2 separate regions of the Mus musculus genome follow, and region 1 is linked to region 2. A link is a contact called in public Hi-C data. All regions are on one chromosome and are shown on one strand. The core of a region is the stretch at or near the end of the contact, and the rest is flanking DNA. Distances in the headings are between cores, read along the strand shown. Region 1 overlaps Sntg1 (syntrophin, gamma 1). Region 2 has its middle 26 kb from the start of Gm39589.

Region 1 (4,213 bases), core at 399-2,898, 840 kb after region 2:
GCGAGCAAGGCCGAAGTGGCTTTCACCTCAAAGCACAGTTTCAGCATCCTATTAAGAAGGCCACTGTGGTGCTAACAAAGAATTAGATAAATTCATATAGTTTAGGATAACTATAACAAAAATTGTGTCTTAAGAACCTGACTAAGTGTCTGTTCCTTGTTCCAAACAGCAATTAATTTGGTTATTACAGAATATTAATAATTGACCTATTGCATACCACCATTTTAAATAATAAAAGATAAGTTAAAAATTGCTTTTATGCATGCTTCTGTATCTTCTATGAATTCATGCATGCATACGTCCCATTTACTCATTTACTGTGTTTAAAAACAGCCCTTGTATGGGAGAAAAGTACATGTGAATTGGATCACATGCTTATTCTTTTGAGCTTCTCCCTGCTTCAGCACAGATAATTAAATTGTGTGCTGTAGATGGTGTTTTAAAATGTTGAATAATCAAGCTTTAATTTGTATATTAATAGTCAATATTATATCTCAGAGCTCACAATTGCTTAAAATTGTTCATCCCTCAGATACTATAAATTCTCAAATTTGCAATGGTTTATGCATACATAACTCATAAGAAAAAATGCTGTTCTGGTGTTTACTGATGGCTCCTCTAAAGGGCGAGCTGGATTTCTTATAAATAATCAACAGGCAATCATAAAGATTCCTGGCCTCTCATCTCAATTAGCAGAATTAACAGCAGTACTGAATGTCTTTCAGTCTGTGCATGAGGCTTTTAATATTTTTACTGGTAGTTTATATGTTGCACAATCGGTACCCTTATTGGAGACCTGCGGTACATTTAACTTTAATACGCCAGCAGGATCCCTGTTTTCACAATTGCAAAACATCATTCTTGCCCGAAAACACCCATTCTATATTGGCCACATACAATCTCATTCTGGTCTTCCTGGACCTTTAGCTGAAGGCAATGATTGCATCAATAGAGTTCTAATAGGAGAAGCCTTAATTTCAGATCCTGTTGCTTTGACCAAATGTGATAATGAAAAATTTCATCTCTCTAGCCATACCTTAAGTTTCCAACATAAGATCACTAAGGAGCAGGCAAAAATGATTGTAAAACAATGTCCTAAATGTATTACATTATCTCCAGTGCCACACATAAAACTGGAATTCCTTATAACCCCATGGGACAAGGAATAGTTGAACGTGCTCATTGCACTTTAAAAAATTGGCTTTTAAAAACAAAACAAGGGCAGTTATATTCCCCCAAAGTCACCAAAGGCACATCTTGCTTTTGCTTTATTTGGTCTAATTTTTTTGCAAGCTGATGTTAAATGTCAGTCTGCAGCGGATCGCCACTGGCATCCAGTTACTTCTAGTTCTTATGCCAAGGTAAAGTGGTAGGACCCATTAACTAAGGAATGGAAGGGTCCAGACCCGGTCCTAATCTGGGGAAGGGGCTTGGTCTGTGTTTTTTCACAAAAAGAAGATAGGGCGATGGCTGCCTAAGAGATTAGTTCATCAACTGAACACAGATCCTGAATCTTCTAGTAAGTATGACTCTAACCTTGATTATGGCTAAAAATCCTCTTTAGCCAAAAAGTTAAATTGGAGCACAGCCTCCACTCCCAGGGAAGCTGCAGCCTTTCTGCAATTCTCAACACCACCTCCCCCACACTGGGTGGCTAAGTCTAAGCTTGATCGTTGCTAATTTGCAACTGAATGGAGTACCTGGACTTCTCCAAAGAAGCTTTTATACTGTTGCTTTTCACTGTCCCACCCTTGTTTCTCAAGCAGGTCAGTCAATGCCCTTCAGCCTGACTGCAGCAGGTGTACAGCCTCGCCTCCAACAGCGCAGGTGGCAGTTATTAATCTTCATCAAGAAGCATTCTAAGTACATATTGTGGCTTTGGTCTTAATTGGGAATAAGGTGGGCCAGACAGTCAATGAGGGGCACCTAGATTTCAGAACCATACCAATCTAAGACAGAGGTACATGCCAAAAGTCCATGGCTGTTGATAACACACCACAGCCATGTTTGTGTGAAATATAACACAAACTAGCTGCACGTAGCCTCCAAGACAGAATTGGATGGTTCGGGAAGATCTAAGATTTCCTAAGACAGGCATTGCTGCCAGCTACCATCATTCCCAGGCAGGACTATGGAGCATAAATAAATTTTGTGCCTCAGTCCAGCTTTTTTTTAAATATTAATAACAGAGAGGAAATTGTAACCTTCCCTCAGCCTGAAGCTGGCTGAGCCAGAACTTGACCTTGCTGCCACTAAGGAGATTACCTAGGGTGGAGCCTTTCTTCCCAGATCACTTTATTGTTCAGCCACTGTCACCGTTTCTCTTCAAGATACTGCTACCTGCTGAGAGGCCCCAGTGCTATTGCGGAGACTACGCCCTATCCTACAGGTCAACATCTGCACCTGGTTCCAGGCTCCAAGGATGAATTGGTGGGAATGGGCCTCCCCCCCCCCCTTTTTTTTATAAGTGCATTCTCCATTAAACATTTGAGCCTTGATCAAAACACTTTCTTGGCTCCATTTCTCTGTCTTGTCCGCCTAGTTTCCCTCTCTTTCAGCCAGGGTTTGCCTCCCAGGAGAAACCCAGTTCATGTGAGCCGCTGGCCAGTTCGCAACATTCTAAATGTATAGGTATTTTCATTGGTGTCTTTTTTCCTTCTAAGTTAGTTGTTCTGTCTTCAGAAAATTTAATCTAAATCGCTCTTTTATTTTTTTCAAAAGCTCTTTGATTTACCATGTTCTTCCTAGTGATGATTCTATTATAAGATCAAAATATCAAAGGAAGAGCATGTAATGAATGTCCCAACTTACAACCATTACAGCTGGGCAGCACAAAAAAATTATCTTCTCTTCTATAATCATGTGTATGATTATGTCTATAGCTTACTGCCACAGCTCAACATTGGGGGAAGAAATTATTGTGCCTTATCAGCCCTGGGAAAGATCTACATTCAAAATGGTAACAGAAACTGAAAATCTATATTAACCCTCCAGCTTCCCTTGTCTTTAAAGATTACTGAATCTGGAGGACACATGCTGAACTAAATATGATTAGTCTTTCACTAGTGTTGCTGTAGATTACACTTTCGACATGTCATGTTTCAAGGATTTGAAGAACATTTGAGTATACCAACAGCTCTTTTTTGTGGCTATACACAAGTCAGTGGAGTAACCTTTTGTAGTAGGCATGTAGGAAACCACCATGAAATCCTGTTAATTTTACTATTTTAAACTGTAAAAGAAACAGCTGACTACATTTTCATTTTAGTTAAACAGTGTTAGACTTTGATATCTTTCTTTCTTTCTTTTTTTCTCCTCTCTAATCATGTCCTTACCTAGAGGTCAACTTGGCTTTTGATTTGTTCTTCCTCAAAATCTTGTGAATTACTTACCATAAATTGTTCCCATTGTTCCAAGAATTGACCGACCATAAAATGTTTCATAGTACTTTAACTCTCTGACCATAAAACTATAGCATGCATGAATACAAACTTATAACATGTATTTTTCCCGTGGTCATAAAAATAATTGCTAAATTCCACTTTTGAAATCGCTAGCTCATTTATCATAAAAGGGTCTTTTTGCTTCTATTCTGGGCTGCTTCATTCTCCTGGCAAGGGAGACTATTAGTTCTTGTGTTTTGACACAACAGAACTGATATCCCATAAAGAACCCTCCGGTTTCATTACATCTGACTTCAAAACATTTGTTTCTCCTTGTAGTTTTTTTTTTTTCTTTAATTTTACAAAAGTAAAATTAGGTAATATTTAGGTAAGAGTAAATATAGCAGGTTATATAGACTAGTCTTAGAGCAGTTAATTACCCAACATGGGTAAGTCTCTAAAGATGAATCTCAGCCCAAACAAAAGCATTTCTCTTTGTGAATTTGACATCCATGTCTGATCCCTACAATGTTTTTGAGCTAAAAGTTATTTTTGCCTTTTAACAATATGAGTCAACTATTTTTCTGTTATTATTATTCCTTGTTGGGCTTTTCCACCAGGATTTTTTATTCCTTCTTTGTTGATGTTGTCTTTTTATAGTATCTCAGGATGTTCAGTGTTTTACTTGCCTTTTATGACAGTTGCATGATGGGTGATGAGACTTTATTTTTATTTTTTTTATTTATTTATTTTATTTGTTTTGTTTTGTTTTGTTTTTTCAAGACAGGGTTTCTCTGTATAGCCCTGGCTGTCCTAGAACTCACTTTGTA
Region 2 (4,329 bases), core at 1,823-4,322:
AGGGCTGTCCTGAAGTTCACAGCATCACCATTTTGCTATGGATCACCAGACACATTCTTGCTTCCCAGAGTCATACTGTTTCTGATATTCATGGAGTCATTGATGTTGCCAGGGAGAACATTCCCCAAAGGAGGAACATGAAATAAAATATGTACATTATCATGCAAACAAGCTTAATCCTATAGCAACCACCAGCACTTGAGAAGATCTGCATTAGTCTGGTGTATGGATCTGCATGCTCTCTTTCAGTACTGTTTTATTATAAGTGCCTTTAAGGATTGATTTTGACATATAGCTAAGCCTCCACCAGTGTTTCAATGGTTCCTAGAAAGTCCTTGAAGCCGACCCTGAGCTTGGAATTCAGTAAGAATGTTACCTATTCTGTAACACTCAAATTTACTTCTAGTAGAGACAGTGAAAATAATTAGGCATTACAATTTACTTGAATAGAGCTAGAAATCTCAGGGCTAGTCTACATAGTAATTACTTAGGACAATAGCCGAGTCACACCCAAACACAGGAATACACAATGGGCTAAGAAATAGGTGGGTTATAGTATTATTTATGAAAGGATTAGTAGAACAGAATTTCTATGGTGCAGGATTTTTCACTAGGCCCCAGAGGAATTAGCATAATCAGGTATTTACTAAAGAACCCCTGGTGGTGGGTTTAACAATAGACTAGCATTGTATCAGAGCATTCACCTGGTTCCTGTGTTTAGCCGATCTTAATTAGGGTTGTTCCTATTCTCAGTTGTGAACAAGGCCTGGCTCCTGTCATCTTTTTATGTATGCATTTTCTTTATTTGCTGTAAGAACCAGTGTACCTTGTATTCGACAAGCCTTCTTCTTTTTCTTCTATATTAAAAGTCTGGTGTTTGCTTGGAGAACAGACATCCAGATACAGCACTCCCTTGTGTCTGTGTCCGTTTGTCACTTTTTTTTTGTCACCAACTGCATGTGCGCCTGTAACGGTAACCCCAAAAATTTTTTTCCGCGGATTGAGGGAGGCCAACTAGGACTGGTCCGTGGCACTGAATACTATCCAATGCAATTCAGCATCTTCTTTGGAATAATCTCCTTTCTCCTAGTACATGATTCTAATCCTGTGCCTAACAATCACAAGTTTGACATGTCACCACTGGCCTTACTATTACACATAGGTCCAGTATTTTAGCATGTCTGAGTATTAGTGTTCTTTTAGACCAATTATTTAATTATTTCTCACAACAATGACATCAGTCCCCATGTCTCTCTCTACTTTAAAGAGTTGATAGTGATTTTATACTTCATAGTGCCTTGTAAAACTTGTAATTCTGAAGAAGTATACAACTTGTTCTTTAATCTGTAAATATAATTGATTATTAATTTCTGAAATTTAATAGAAAATGTGCTTTCATAAATATTAGGTAAGTTATGCAATTAATATATTTTATTTGTTGACAAAATTTGTTGAAAATTTCTCTGAGAAGAATAATGAAAATTAACACCAGAGCTGGATATTGTCAATACAAGAAACACAGAGATAACTTCAAATGACATTATTTATGGAGTACTTAAACATGTCCTGCACTATGATAAATTTTTCATACCTGTTTTAATTTTTAAATTTTGAAGTGTTTTATATTAAACATTGAAGTGTTTTATATAGCAGTCTCAACCTGCTCAAGGTTAGTGCAGGACAAAAGAGCAAGTTCATCAAGTGTGGAAGTCCTAAATCAATATATGCTAGTCACAGAATCTATGCTAGTCACTCAAAAGTTGATGTTTCAGTAGATCTGTGATTTTGTATCTGTTTTTATTTTGATCAATGAGAAAATAGGCTTTGTGTGTGTGTGTGTGTGTGTGTGTGTGTGTGTGTGTGTGTGTGTGTGTGTGTGTTTATGTTCCACTTGGGATTGAATGTAGAGCCTTACCTATCCTGGGCTATCAGAGTCACTTAAATCCTCACACCAACTTTCTGCTTTTCTAATGAACTTCCAAGTGTTCCAAAAATTTTGGTGCCAAAACCATGCTTTAGATTTTCTTAAGTGGGAATTTGAGTGGGTGAGTATTTAAGTAGGTTGTTGTATTTGTGAGATGAGCTGAATAGTGTGCCTTGTGAGGAGTGGGTGTGGCAGCAGTCCCAAGATGGCACCCAGGACTGTTGCTAAGTCTTATAATTTGCACCTGACATCCTCATACACCTGAAAATAAGCCACAACCATCATGAGAATTCCACAGGTGAACCATGATGCTGGTGGTGTAAACAAGTCCATATTTGGTGAAGACACGCCCCTGCCACCCTGAATGGCTGAAGCTGCGTGCCTGGTGAGGTGACATGGCCTGATGTGAGTGGGTGGGGGCTGAGAGTATATAAGAGTGAGATGCCTGGGGTTCTGGAGAGAGAGAGAGAAAAGAGAGAGAGAGATGAAGAGAGAGAGATGAAGGGAAAGAGATGAATAGGGAGAGAGATGAAGGCTGAAGCTTGCTGAATAAACTGCTGTTAGAAGAACTGGTAGTCATGTCCTTGCTGGTCGAGGGCGGTTGCCACAGTACCTTAGTTGGGTTTTTGCCCATAGCAAAATGTCTGAGATCCTGCTATCTATGATGTGCTGGAAGTACAGGACTTCATCACCATGCACATGTGGAGTACCACAAATGGTTCACTGTTGTTCTTAAAATAATATTAACAAAGGAGAAAAATGCGCTAATGATTCAAGAGAAAATCAGTTTTATTCTTTTTTAGTAGAATTAATATTTTCTTGAAATATACTTAATTTTTTCTTTGTTTTTTGTTTTCCTTTTAACTACCTTATCTTTTTACAGACATTGCAAGATTGTACACATTCCCAGGATGGCTTTGAAAACTGAATACTGACTGAGATCTGCATAGTCTGAGTTTCCTTTATGAAAATATTATCATCTTTCCTGGTTCCCTTCCCACTTCAACAATCACTAATTGGTGGACAGGCATGAATGGCTCATATAACTTTTGTGACACAGAGGAAAAAACACTCAGAACAAAATCATTTTTGTAATCTCCCCCAGGCTGAAACAGGCTGGTTCAGACTCCATTACCACTGAGAATTAGACTGCCTGGGGTGGAGCCTTCCTGCCTAGATGGCTCTATTGTTCTGCCACCTACCACTGCTCCTCCTTGGTAGCACAAGACACTGCTACCTGCTGAGAGGCCGCTGAGATATTCAGGAGGAATTCCTGCAAGTCACCTACAGGCTGGCTCCAGACACCAAGAATGGACTGGCGGGGGATGGGCCTTCTCCTTTATAAGCACACTCTCTAAGTAAACTGGCAGGTCTTGAACAGAATCATGTCTTGGTCTCCATTAATTTCTCTCTCAGTCTAGTCAATTTCAGCCCCAGCCTACCTCCCAGGTATACCTGGTTCAAGTAGGCCATGGGCCGGCTTACAACACATTTTTATCAGAGATCACTAAATTTGAGTGATACTATTTGAGTGATATCTGTAAGACATTTCTTCCTTCCACATCTCCTATTCTAAGAAATCAAGTCTGTAGCTATAAAATAAAATAAAATAAAATAATATAAAATAAAATAATATAAAAATATAAAATAATATATAATAAAATAGGAAATAATATAAAATAAAAAAAGGAGATCTGAATGGAGAACTTTGTGTATGAGGAACAAAAGGAATTGTAAAAAACAGGTAATTTTCTCAGATAACCTTGCTCAAGAAACCAGTGAATTACATTATTGGCTTGATTGCAATGTATTTGGTAGGTTCCATCATACACACTGAAAGTCTCCTAAGAACCTATATCTGGCCATGAGTTTTTCATTTAACAACCTCTTATTATACTATTTTGAAATTTTTTATTGTAATTTATTTACAATGTGTTACTCCATTACCTTTTCCTTTCCAAACCTCTCATACTCCCTTCTCTTACTCTATTATACCCAGGGCCTCTTACATGCAAATATGTATTTGTATACCCATATATATTCATAAGTAATCTGTTGAGTCCATAGATTTACTTGTATGTTTTTTGTTTTGTTTTGTTTTGTTTGGGGGGGGGGGGTTGTTCGAGACAGGGTTTCTCTGTGTAGTCCTGGCTGTCCTGGAACTCACTCTGTAGACCAGGGTGGCCTCAAACTCAGAAATTTGCCTGCCTTTTCTTACCAAGTTCTGGGATTAAAAGTGTGCCCCACCACACCTGGCCGTATGTGTGTTTTTAATACTAATGTTTTGATACTGGACAACCAGGTGGTATACTTTTCCCTGGGGAAAACTATCACTACTTCTCTCAGTTTTACTCCATTTTCTATAGTTCTACATATAAGCATCGGGCCTTAATGTCCTTTCCCCA

The links. A called contact is a pair of places that touch in the nucleus more often than the background predicts.
Region 1: a contact with region 2 is called in a Hi-C map of embryonic stem cells, with 5 times the contacts expected there. The contact joins two enhancer-like sites. A contact is called at or near these places in 1 of 484 Hi-C or Micro-C datasets (embryonic stem cells), 1 of 115 datasets of contacts at active chromatin or transcription factors (embryonic stem cells) and 1 of 9 other capture datasets (embryonic stem cells).

The regions. Positions count from the first base shown.
Region 1 is chr1:8,939,278-8,943,490 of GRCm38.p6, forward strand. All of the region lies in intron 3 of Sntg1 (syntrophin, gamma 1), which reads right to left. Among named protein-coding and RNA genes, the nearest start is that of Sntg1, 360 kb to the right of the region's middle. Within about 2 kb of position 1,649, at least 14 of the 459 cell types and tissues checked have an H3K27ac peak or open chromatin away from gene starts, as enhancers often do. A contact at or near this core is called in embryonic stem cells, where this site is marked.
Region 2 is chr1:8,094,064-8,098,392 of GRCm38.p6, forward strand. No RefSeq gene overlaps it. Among named protein-coding and RNA genes, the nearest start is that of Gm39589, 26 kb to the right of the region's middle. Within about 2 kb of position 3,073, at least 8 of the 459 cell types and tissues checked have an H3K27ac peak or open chromatin away from gene starts, as enhancers often do. A contact at or near this core is called in embryonic stem cells, where this site is marked.